Regions from separate parts of the Mus musculus genome. Here region 1 is linked to region 2. A link is a contact called in public Hi-C data. All regions are on one chromosome and are shown on one strand. Each heading gives the region's core, a stretch centred on a gene start, on an enhancer-like site or on the middle of the called end of the contact. The rest is flanking DNA. Distances are from core to core; before and after follow the strand shown. Region 1 holds the start of Ankmy1 (ankyrin repeat and MYND domain containing 1). Region 2 overlaps Gm29483 (predicted gene 29483).

Region 1 (4,968 bases), core at 1,493-3,992, 180 kb before region 2:
CTTTCCCAACCAGGCCACACCTCATCCTTTTCAGACAGTTCCATCAACTGGCAATCCATCATTCAATCATGAGTCTGTGGGAGGCATTCTTACTCAGACCACCACAGATGGCCTCAGGAATGGGATTGAGCTAATGGGAATGAGGAGGGGTTTGAAAGCCCTTTCTGTCGTATCCAGTGGCCAGCATGGAAGCCAACTTTGGGTAAAAGCAGGGGGACTGAGAGGAACAGTCGGCAGAGTTTGGGACCACTGAATCAACCAGACTTGGAATCTGATTCCAAGATTTCTCCATGTGCTTCCCTAGATGGTACTGGAGGTGGGTGTTATTCCAAAGTCTCTGGTCTCATATTTCACGCTCAACTCTACTGAGCTCAGGTGTTGCTTACCAATTCCGTCTACCTTTGGGCTCTCCCCAGGGTACTGGAGCATACTCTCTGAAGCTGGGGTTTTCTGGAGATGAGTCCTGACTCCATGAGTTGTGCTAGTTGAGCATTAGTGGGAGTTGACACATCAGTTCAATGGGTCATGACCACATTCTTTTTTTTTCAATAGAAATAGTGAAAAGAACAGAATACACAAAGTATTGGGAGTATACAAGTAGTGAATAAACTCTTTATGAACCTTTTCTGAGCTTTGTTTTGCCACAATACAAAAGGGGTCTTGGCATAATGTGTTGCTGTCTTACACAGGCTTATTGTGGGTTGACAGTTAACAGTTTAAGCCCCTGAGAGGACACACAGGACAGAATAGTTCTATGTAGAACAGCCCTGCCCTTCGACCTTCAGCCTGGATTTTGAGGCCCCTATTGTCCTTCATAGCACTCAGTAGTCCTGAGTACGGATGCAGCATATGGGAAGTGCCCACAGGTGCTGTTTCTCAGGCCTGCTGACTTGACAGATTGAATCAGACATCAGAAAGCCCGCCTGTTCCTTACTCTTCTACAGCTCCATATGTGCTGACATTTTCAGGCATCATTTAGTCTTAAGGTATTTAAAACCAAAGGGCCAGAACAGGAGTTAACACACACACACACTTTAAACAATGGAATTTTTCACTTAGCACATGCCACATATATTTGTGTACTTTTTCAGACGACAGTTTTGGGCTTGGGCCAATTGATGGGTACACGCCATCAGTGGCACCCTGTATTTTTTGTCCTCCAGTTTTGTGAAACCATAAAACCACCTTGCAGTTGAGGCAGAGTCCTTTTGGAATTCCTCTTTTCTCACTGTATTGGCTAGTTTTGTGTCAACTTGACACAAGCTGGAGTTATCACAGAGAAAGGAGCTTCAGTTGGGGAGATGCCTCCACGAGATCCAGCTGTAAGGCATTTTCTCAATTAGTGATCAAGGGGGAAGGTCTCCTTGTGGGTGGGACCATCTCTGGGCTGGTAGTCTTTGGTTCTATAAGAGAGCAGGCTGAGCAAGCCAGGGGAAGCAAGCCAGTAAGGAACATCCCTCCATGGCCTCTGCATCAGCTCCTGCTTCCTGACCTGCTTGAGTTCCAGTCCTGACTTCCTTTAGTGATCAACAGCAATGTGGAAGTGTAAGCTGAATAAACCCTTTCCTCCCCAACTTGCTTCTTGGTCATGTTGTTTGTGCAGGAATTGAAACCCTGACTAAGACACTCACCATTGCTTCCAAATGTCAGAATCGGGTCCAATTTGTGACTTCCAGTGATCTTTGTTAACTTTTCAGTCTTTAACAGTTTTAGTAGAAAAGCCTCGTTCCCAGCCAGTGATTCACTGACTTCTATAGCAACAGCAGTGACTCAGTGAACCCCTTCATGTTTGCAGACACCCGTTTTGGCAAGGAAAGTTGCTAATTTGCTGAAAGCAAGTTGGCCTGAGATCAGTCTCCAGTCATCAATCCCTGGAATCTGCCAAGTTTACCAATCCACCAAAATTTCAAAAGCTAGTGTTCCTAGGTTTTCTTAACGAATGTTAACATATTATGAAAACATTCCTTTTGGGGAAGGATGGGACATTGGGATGATGCAAGGTCTCACTCTGGTCCAGGCTGACCTCTAACTTGGAGTGATTTTCCTGCCTCAGCTTCCTAAGTGCAGGGATGGGTTCCCCACTGTGCCTGGGAAATGTGTATGACAAGCCGTGGAAATATAGCTTCTTGATCTTTGTCTGCTAAGTGCCCGTGTATGCATTTATAAATATAAATCCATTTTTGGCACATCATATCTTTTGGCCCAATCTCACTATCTGTATCTCCTCCTAAGGCCCATGGGGCCTCAGCACACTGGTATCCAGCCATTCACTGTGCCTCTGGACTTATACTCCTGTGCATCCTGTTTGCAACCCTGTCCTGGAAGACCCTCTCCTTGAGGTTCCCCCTCTGCCAAGACCAGGCTGCACCCACTGGTAAAGCTGAACTTGGCAATTAGACGGCCTTAACGAAGCCTTGGCTCCAGGGTCTTCCACAGCTTTCTCTCATGAGTGCTGGTAGCTTCTGGTCCAGAGGCTAATTCAACGTGGGTCCGACACGCTAAGCCAGCATCCACAGAAGGACTTGAGCTTTAGCGGTGGCAGAGCCTGCTTTCCCAGCTCAGGGATTGGTGGTGTCTGAGACAGGCCCGTGGCAATCGCAGCTCAGCTATCTAATTGCAGATTTGTCCAGGGGCGGGTCTGAATGGGGGTGGGGGGAGTGAAGGGAGGAGTCAGCACAACTTGGCTAGGATTGGCTGTAACTGGGCGTGGCCGTCTCCACGGCAACGTGACGCACTTCTGTACTGGATTTACTCCATTACTCTGAGACACTTGGTGTGATTTAGACCAAGGTTTCGGTCTGCTGAAGGTGACCCTGAGGTCAGTGGCCGAGGCTAGATCCCACATGGTTTTGACGACCCTTACAGTGGCGACCACTCCTGGGAAGGCCAGGGAACGCCCGCCCCCCTTTCCCCGAACTCCCATAGGCTAGTAAGCCCTCAGGAGCTAGAGGGGGCTACTAGAATAATCAGAAAAGCTGCGGGCAGTTCCCCCAGATGCCACTGTCCACGGTTCTGAGGGCGAATTGTGACCACAGATTTATTTCTAGGTTTGAAGAGGAGAGATATGGAAGAAATTCGTTCCGTTGTTACCACGGACTCTCAAGGCTCGAAAACTTTAAGCTCCAGAGGTCTGGAGGGGCAAAATGGTCGGTCTCTTGACACTGAGAGCCAGGATTCCGTGAAGAGCTACACCTTCTTCAGAAGGTGCAGGGGGACTTGCGGGCAGGAAGGTGTAATCAGTACCACGGGGCCAAGCATCCGCTGGAATTTAATATTAGGGCAGACCTTAAAAATTCCCTAAAAAGGGAACCTTGTATGGTGGTATCCTACTTTAATGACGGCATTGGGGAGACAGAGGCAGATCTCTATCAGTTCAAGGCCAGCCTGGCCTACATAGGGCAATCTAGACCATCTAGGGCTGTATAGTGAGACCCTGCGTGCAATATTACTATTATTACTGCTACTGCTGCTGCAGCTACTGCTATGACTACTACATTGCTCAAAGTTCATGTTGACTAGAGCTCTGCTTTTTTTTTCTCTCTCTCTCTATACCTTTTCTCTGCCAACTGGAGCTCACATTCACAAGGTTCTAGGAAGCAAGGCTTCATGAGCTCAAACACACTGATACCTGGACCTTGGGCTTCCGGCTCCTAGAACCAGGTGGTTTGTGGTAGCTGCCTAGCAGACTCACACAGTCTCTCTCACAGATGAGGGAACTAAATCACAAAGGGAGCCAGGAATCCAGTTAGGATGAGCAATTGGAAGTGGCAGAGCCAGGTGACTGGGCCCTTCCTTCTGTGCCAGCTGCTCATCTCTAAAGCCTCTACACTGGCCTTTCCAGCTCTCTTGGTTATAGTTCGATTTTCTTGATTGAATTCACATTTTTCCCCCCAGGAAAAACATTCCCTTTCTTTCCTCTTATTGATAGCCCTTTCCAAGAAGTAGCCAAGTGGTCTTGTGCCATGTTGGGAGGCAGGAACTTCAGGCCAGGTCTCACTTTGTTAATATCTCTGTTTAAAAAAAAAAAGTGCCAAGGTTAAATGGTGCAATACAGACCCCACCCTCAAACAGTGCTGGAGGCAGAAACCCAAGAGCAAAGGGCCTCTGGCTTGATGTTCTTTCAGAGATCTCTCCCTGACTTGTATTGACCTCCCTCTGTCTGTGCGTTTCATCTCCCATTTGTGTGTCCCTATGCCCAAAAGAAGGTGCCCTTCTCATGAGAACTAGTCACCCTGGCCTAGGGCCCAACCTAATCACCTCAGATACGAAGGACATTTCTGAGCTACTAGCTTTTAGGATTGCAGCATTAGGATTCCAACTCAGGGCTGGGGATGTGGCTCAGTTGTAGTGTTTTTCTAGCATGCCCAAAGCCCTGGGATCAACCCCTCCAGGCCAGCACAAGCCTGTCATAGCAATGAGAGGCTGCAGTTCCACATCTGGGAGGCAGAGGCAGGAGGGTTGATGTTCAAGATTACCCTAGGCTTCATATTACGTCTGAGACCAGCTGGGGCCACAGGAAGACCTGTTGGACAGGGGAAAAGAGAAGAATTTACAACAGCCTACAACAGTGCCTTCCACCTTATCATGATAGTTTGAATACCTGTCCTTCCTGGCTTCTTTCTGTATAATGATATAAAGATGGTGTAGGATACCAAATATTTCATCTCCTCACAGTGGGAGCCTTTCTCTATTGGGTAGATGCTGAGTTTAGGTTCAATGCACCTTTACAGGCTCTCGAGATCTCACTGGTGTGCTGGGTCAGGGGTTTGTTAGTCAGGCTTTTTTTTTTTTTTTAACAGAACAGAATTCACAGAGTATATATGTTATATTCTGTCATATATAATTTATAACACATATATAATATGTTATATATACATATATACACATCTTCATATACAAATTTGATATATGTGATATATTAAAGTGACCTACAGGCTGTGGTCTGAGTAGTCCAACAATTGCTGTCTC
Region 2 (5,042 bases), core at 1,612-4,111:
AAAATTATGTGTGTGCACACGTGCACATGCATGATATGGGTACCTGCTCTCACTCTTAGAGGCCAGTAGAGGGCTTGGCGTCCCCCCGCCCCCCCCCCCGGAACTTATGAGTGGTAGGTGAGCCGCTTGCCATGGGTGCTGGAGACCACACTCAGGTCCTCTGGAAGAGCAACACACACTCTTAAGCACTCAGGCACTGCTCCAGCATCTCTTCTTGTTCTCCTTTTTCTCAGTTCTTACTATTACACTGACTAAAAGCAGCCACCAATGCCCACATGTGGTAGCTCAGGCCTGCAATCCCAGACCTCTTAGAGGCTGAGGAAGGAGGTCTTCCAGGAGTTCAAGGCCAGCCCAGACGACACAGCAAAGTCCAGTCTCAAGCCTTCTATAGTAAAAACCTGTACTACAGCCAGCTGTCTCTCCGCACATGGACAAGATGGAAACATGTTCCCTTCTAGATAGAATGCGCACACCGTAGTCCCTGTTCCCACCTGAGACCCGAGCACAGCCTTCACTGTGCACACTCCCCTTGGCATTCTGGTCTTTGGAGCTAAGCAGAGTCACCCACAGGCAATGCCACAACACTCTAAGCGTCCTCCAGCCTGCTTCTCCAAATGTTTCCACATTCCTCCCACCAGCCAGTTCCAAAGGCTTAAGAACCACATGGTCAGGTTTAGTCACAGGAACAAACCACTTCTCTGGCACAAAGTTTCTTCATCGCTGTGGAAAATATCTGAGAGAAATAAGGGAAGAAAGACCTATTCTCGTTCAGGGTTTCAGAGGGCTCCTCCATCTGTTATGGTGGGTATGGTAAAGGGTGACATCCCAAGGGATGGTGGCCAGGATGATGCAAGAATCGAGGGCCAGGTATTGTCTTCAAAAGCATATGTCAGTGTACTAGACTTGCACACTCCTCTGGCTTGGCTCTACCTTGTAAAGTTTCCAGCACCTTCTAAAACAATGCTACCAGTCGGGACCAAGAATTCAATGCATAAACCTGCAGGATACATTTCATATGCAAACATTCCACCATTTATTCTATTTCATCTAGAAGTGACATTTACCCTCCTTCTCATCATGTGGTTGCCACACCTCCAGGCATCACCTCTGCTTTCCAGGAAGGAAGAAGAAAGATGAAGAGCAAGAGGAGTGAGCCATCCCCTGTTGCAAGAAAAAGAAAAGCCTTGGTGTTGGTGCTAGAAGCCTCCAGCACCCTGGGAGCCTCCTGGAGCAGAAGCTCTCTGCTCGCCACATTGCAGCTGCAGGGACTTGTGCAGTAAGGACCCCAAACTTGTAGGTGGGAGAATTAGAGGTAAGTGTGAGGGGGCAGTGGGCTCACGGGCTGCTTTGAGCTCTCCAAGGGTGAGCTACAGCTATCTGAGAGACATTTAGATGCTCTCCCATTCCCGGGGCACGATGGCTCATTTGGAGTATAATCACCATCATTCTGTTTATTAAGACATGACTATTGAATGTCTGATTGGCACAGAAGTTTGATTTGTGGTTTTGTCTTTATAAAGGAATGTGCTTTTGCTTTTTTGTTTGTTTTGTTTTGTTTTTGTGATCTGTCTGGCTACTAACGCTGCAAGGTATATATATATGATGGGGCAGTAAACTGGATCATGCCTTGTTGAGGAGTGCTTATGGAGGTGCTGAAAAAGAACAATCTTTAAAAAAGATTATCACAGACTTGGGACTGTCACACACAGACTCTGGTGTGAGTGATGGACACAGGGGCTCTGTCACACATAGACCCTGTCACATATAGACTCTGGTGTGAGGAATGGACATGGGACTGTCAGACTCTGGTGTGAGGGATGGACACACAGCACTGTCACAGACAGACTCTGGTGTGAGGGATGGACACAGGGCTCTGTCACAGACAGACTCTGGTATGAGGGATGGACACAGGGCTCTGTCACACAGACCCTGTCACACATAAACCCTGGTGTGAGTCACTGGGGAGTCTTGGGCTATGCACACTTCCCTCCTCAGGAGTCTGGGTTTCCACTCAGTTGTCCCCAGCATATGGCCTGTCAGGCAGGGTCATTGTAAGAGAGCCTATTAAAGCTGGCTAGCCTTCCTCCTCTATATCCCTTCTGTGGTCACTTCTGATTCCCACCCAAGGCCAGCCATCAGGCCCTGCACACAGCAATAGCATGTGACCCTTGAGAGGCACTGCACAAAATGATTGCTATGATCTTGTTCATGGTGTGGAGTCACCAGAGCTGGGAGGCCTGCCTCGTCTGTCATTGGGATTCTGGGGTGCAGAGAATTGCAATGGGGTCAGGCTGCACCAGAGTCTGTCATGGCACTGTATCTACCAGGAATGCTCTATCACAAGTCAAAAACAGTTCCCTCCTCCTGATGACGGGACTTCCTGACCCTCTGGTCTCATGGCTGGAGAAACCTGAAGTGACAATGTGTTAAGAGATTCTCCAAAGTCCATTGGCCCCAGAATCCAGGAAGGAGCCATCATAACACTGTGTGGAGAGGGAAGTGTGCCCAACTAATGAGCTTCAGGGTCAGTTCACAAAAGGATAGAGGGAGGTATTTCTAAAATGAAATTCTTCCCAAAGAATTGAAGGAAGGAAAGACAGGAGAGAGTCATGGGGAAAGAGACCATTGCTAAGGATCATGGGCAGAAGAGAGAGGTGCCCCAATCGAGACCCAAGGAGACAGCAAGCAGTGGGCCAGCAAAGGGAGCCACTGGCCACGGCTCCAATCACCAAGCTGGCAATGGCTCTGTTCACAGTTCAAAGCTGGAGTTTATCAACCAGGCACTCAGGTTGGCAAAACCTGGGCAGTGAATGAGATAAGGGACTGCTGACACTCTAGTTCTCATTCAGAATGCCAAGTGCAAGGTCACAACTGGGCAGCTACCCAGACTCTGCATGAGACACAAAGTCCTCTGTCCATGCTTACAGTGTCTGTGTGACAGTCCCGAGCTCACTCCTCACATTATTGTCTGTGTATGATAGAGTCTCATGTCTATCCCTCACAGAGTCTGTGTATGACAAAGCCCCATGCCCTTCCCTTACATGGTGTGTATTGTGTGGTGTGTGTATGTGTGTGTGTGTGTGTGTGTGTGTGTGTGTGTGTGGTGAGAGAGAGAGAGAGAGGGAGGGAGAGAGAGAGAGAGAGAGAGAGAGAGAGAGAGAGAGAGAACTTCATGTCCATGCCTCACACAAGGGTTTGTATATCATAAAGGCCCACAATCTTTTTAAGAATAGATTATTCTCTGTACATACCTTGGAAATAACCAACAGATCTCTAATTGGACTTATAATCCAGTCAACAAGAGGGAAGTCATGCCTGTACTGGAAACCTGACTACTCAATACTAGTGAAGTCACAGTTATTGGAGAAGAATCTACACATACTACTTCAATAAACCAGCATAGTCCCAACAACAATCTATAAACACTTCTTATAACCACAGATAAGTGTAGTCCTCAACGCTCATCAAAGAAACTTCTCTTTGCAAGAGACAGAGAACCAGTACAGAAAACTACAACCAATCAAAATGTAGAGTTGTGGAGCCCAGTACTGATGGATACATCTACAAAACACTACCATACCTAAGGCTCAGGGCCCATTATGGCAGAGGGAGTGGGAAGACTAAGATTTCTATGGGATTGTGTCTCCTAAGATTGTAAGATTGCTGTGGGGTTGTGACTCCTAAGGATGTCAAAGCTAGATTCATCAGTGTGACTGCAGAAACGTGAGCTGAATGATGGCGATACCAATGGACATGCCAAAATGGACAAGGAAAGCCCAGGGGGCCTCAACCCTACACAAAAGACTACAGGCAACCAAGGAAAGCTGGGAGTGGAGAGGGGGTCCTACCCAGGGAAGAGCACACTAATGGCTGTCCAGAGCCAAGTGGTCAGCCCTGAAAACATGCATACAGGTAACACATATGATCTGAACAGGTAATACTTAGAAACATATGTATATACATATATGTATACAATAAGAACTAATAAAATAAGAGGCCCTGAATTTGAAGGAGAGCCGAGAGGAATATATGGGAAGGTGTGGAAGTGGGGGCGGAGGAAGAATGTTGTAATTACATTATAATCTCAAATTTTAAAAGTTAAAATCTTGTTTATTTTCAAACTCCCACTTCTGTGTTTGCTAGGCCCCGGCATAGTCTCACAAGAGACAGCTACATCTGGGTCCTTTCGATAAAATCTTGCTAGTGTATGCAATGGTGTCAGCGTTTGGATGCTGGTTATGGGGTGGATCCCTGGATATGGAAGTCTCTACATGGACCATCCTTTCATCTCAGCTCCAAACTTTGTCTCTGTAACTCCTTCCAAGGGTGTTTTGTTCCCACTTCTAAGGAGGGGCATAGTGTCCACACTTCAGTCTTCATTTTTCTTGAGTTTCATGTGTTTAGGAAATTGTATCTTATATCTTGGGTATCCTAGGTTTTGGGCTAATATCCACTTATCAGTGAGTACATATTGTATGAGTTCCTTTGTGAATGTGTTACCTCACTCAGGATGATGCCCTCCAGGTCCATCCATTTGGCCAGGAATTTCATAAATTCATTCTTTTTAATAGCTGAGTAGTACTCCATTGTGTAGATGTACCACATTTTCTGTATCCATTCCTCTGTTGAGGGGCATCTCCCTGCGCTAGCTAGTTTCATTTCTGCGTGACACAATCTACAGTAAACTGAGAGAAGAGACCCTCAGTTGAAAGAATACCTCCATAAAACCAGGTCACGGGGCATTTTCTTTCTTAATCAGCGGTGATGTAGATGCACCTAGCCCATTCATTGTGAGTGGTGTTAATCCTGGGCAGGCGGTCCCAGGTTCTATGAGAAAGCAGGTTAAGCAAGCCACGGGGCGCAAGGCAGGGAGCAGCACTCCTCAGTGGTCTCTGCATCAGCTCCTGCCTCCAGGTTCCTGCTGTATTTGAGTACATGTCTTAGCTGCTGGACTGTAATTCGGGATACATAAGCCAAATAAACCCTTCCCATCCCAAGTTGCTTTTGGTCATGGTGTTTCATTACAGTAATAATAACCCTAG

What was found. A called contact is a pair of places that touch in the nucleus more often than the background predicts.
Region 1: a contact with region 2 is called in a Hi-C map of liver, with 3 times the contacts expected there. The contact joins the promoter of Ankmy1 here to the enhancer-like site in region 2. A contact is called at or near these places in 6 of 39 promoter capture datasets (the 3T3-L1 cell line, hippocampal neurons, liver and 2 more), 4 of 484 Hi-C or Micro-C datasets (embryonic stem cells and liver), 4 of 115 datasets of contacts at active chromatin or transcription factors (bone marrow-derived macrophages and embryonic stem cells) and 3 of 9 other capture datasets (adipose tissue, liver and pancreatic islet).

Annotation. Positions count from the first base shown.
Region 1 is chr1:92,900,680-92,905,647 of GRCm38.p6, reverse strand. It overlaps Ankmy1 (ankyrin repeat and MYND domain containing 1), which reads left to right and starts at 2,742. Exons shown (of 18, transcript NM_001347091.1): 1 at 2,742-2,818; 2 at 3,048-3,204. The coding sequence starts at 3,065.
Region 2 is chr1:92,722,135-92,727,176 of GRCm38.p6, reverse strand. It overlaps Gm29483 (predicted gene 29483), which reads left to right. Exons shown (of 4, transcript NR_166120.1): 2 at 1,119-1,312. Among named protein-coding and RNA genes, the nearest start is that of Gm29483, 6.1 kb to the left of the region's middle. Within about 2 kb of position 2,861, at least 9 of the 459 cell types and tissues checked have an H3K27ac peak or open chromatin away from gene starts, as enhancers often do. A contact at or near this core is called in liver, where this site is marked.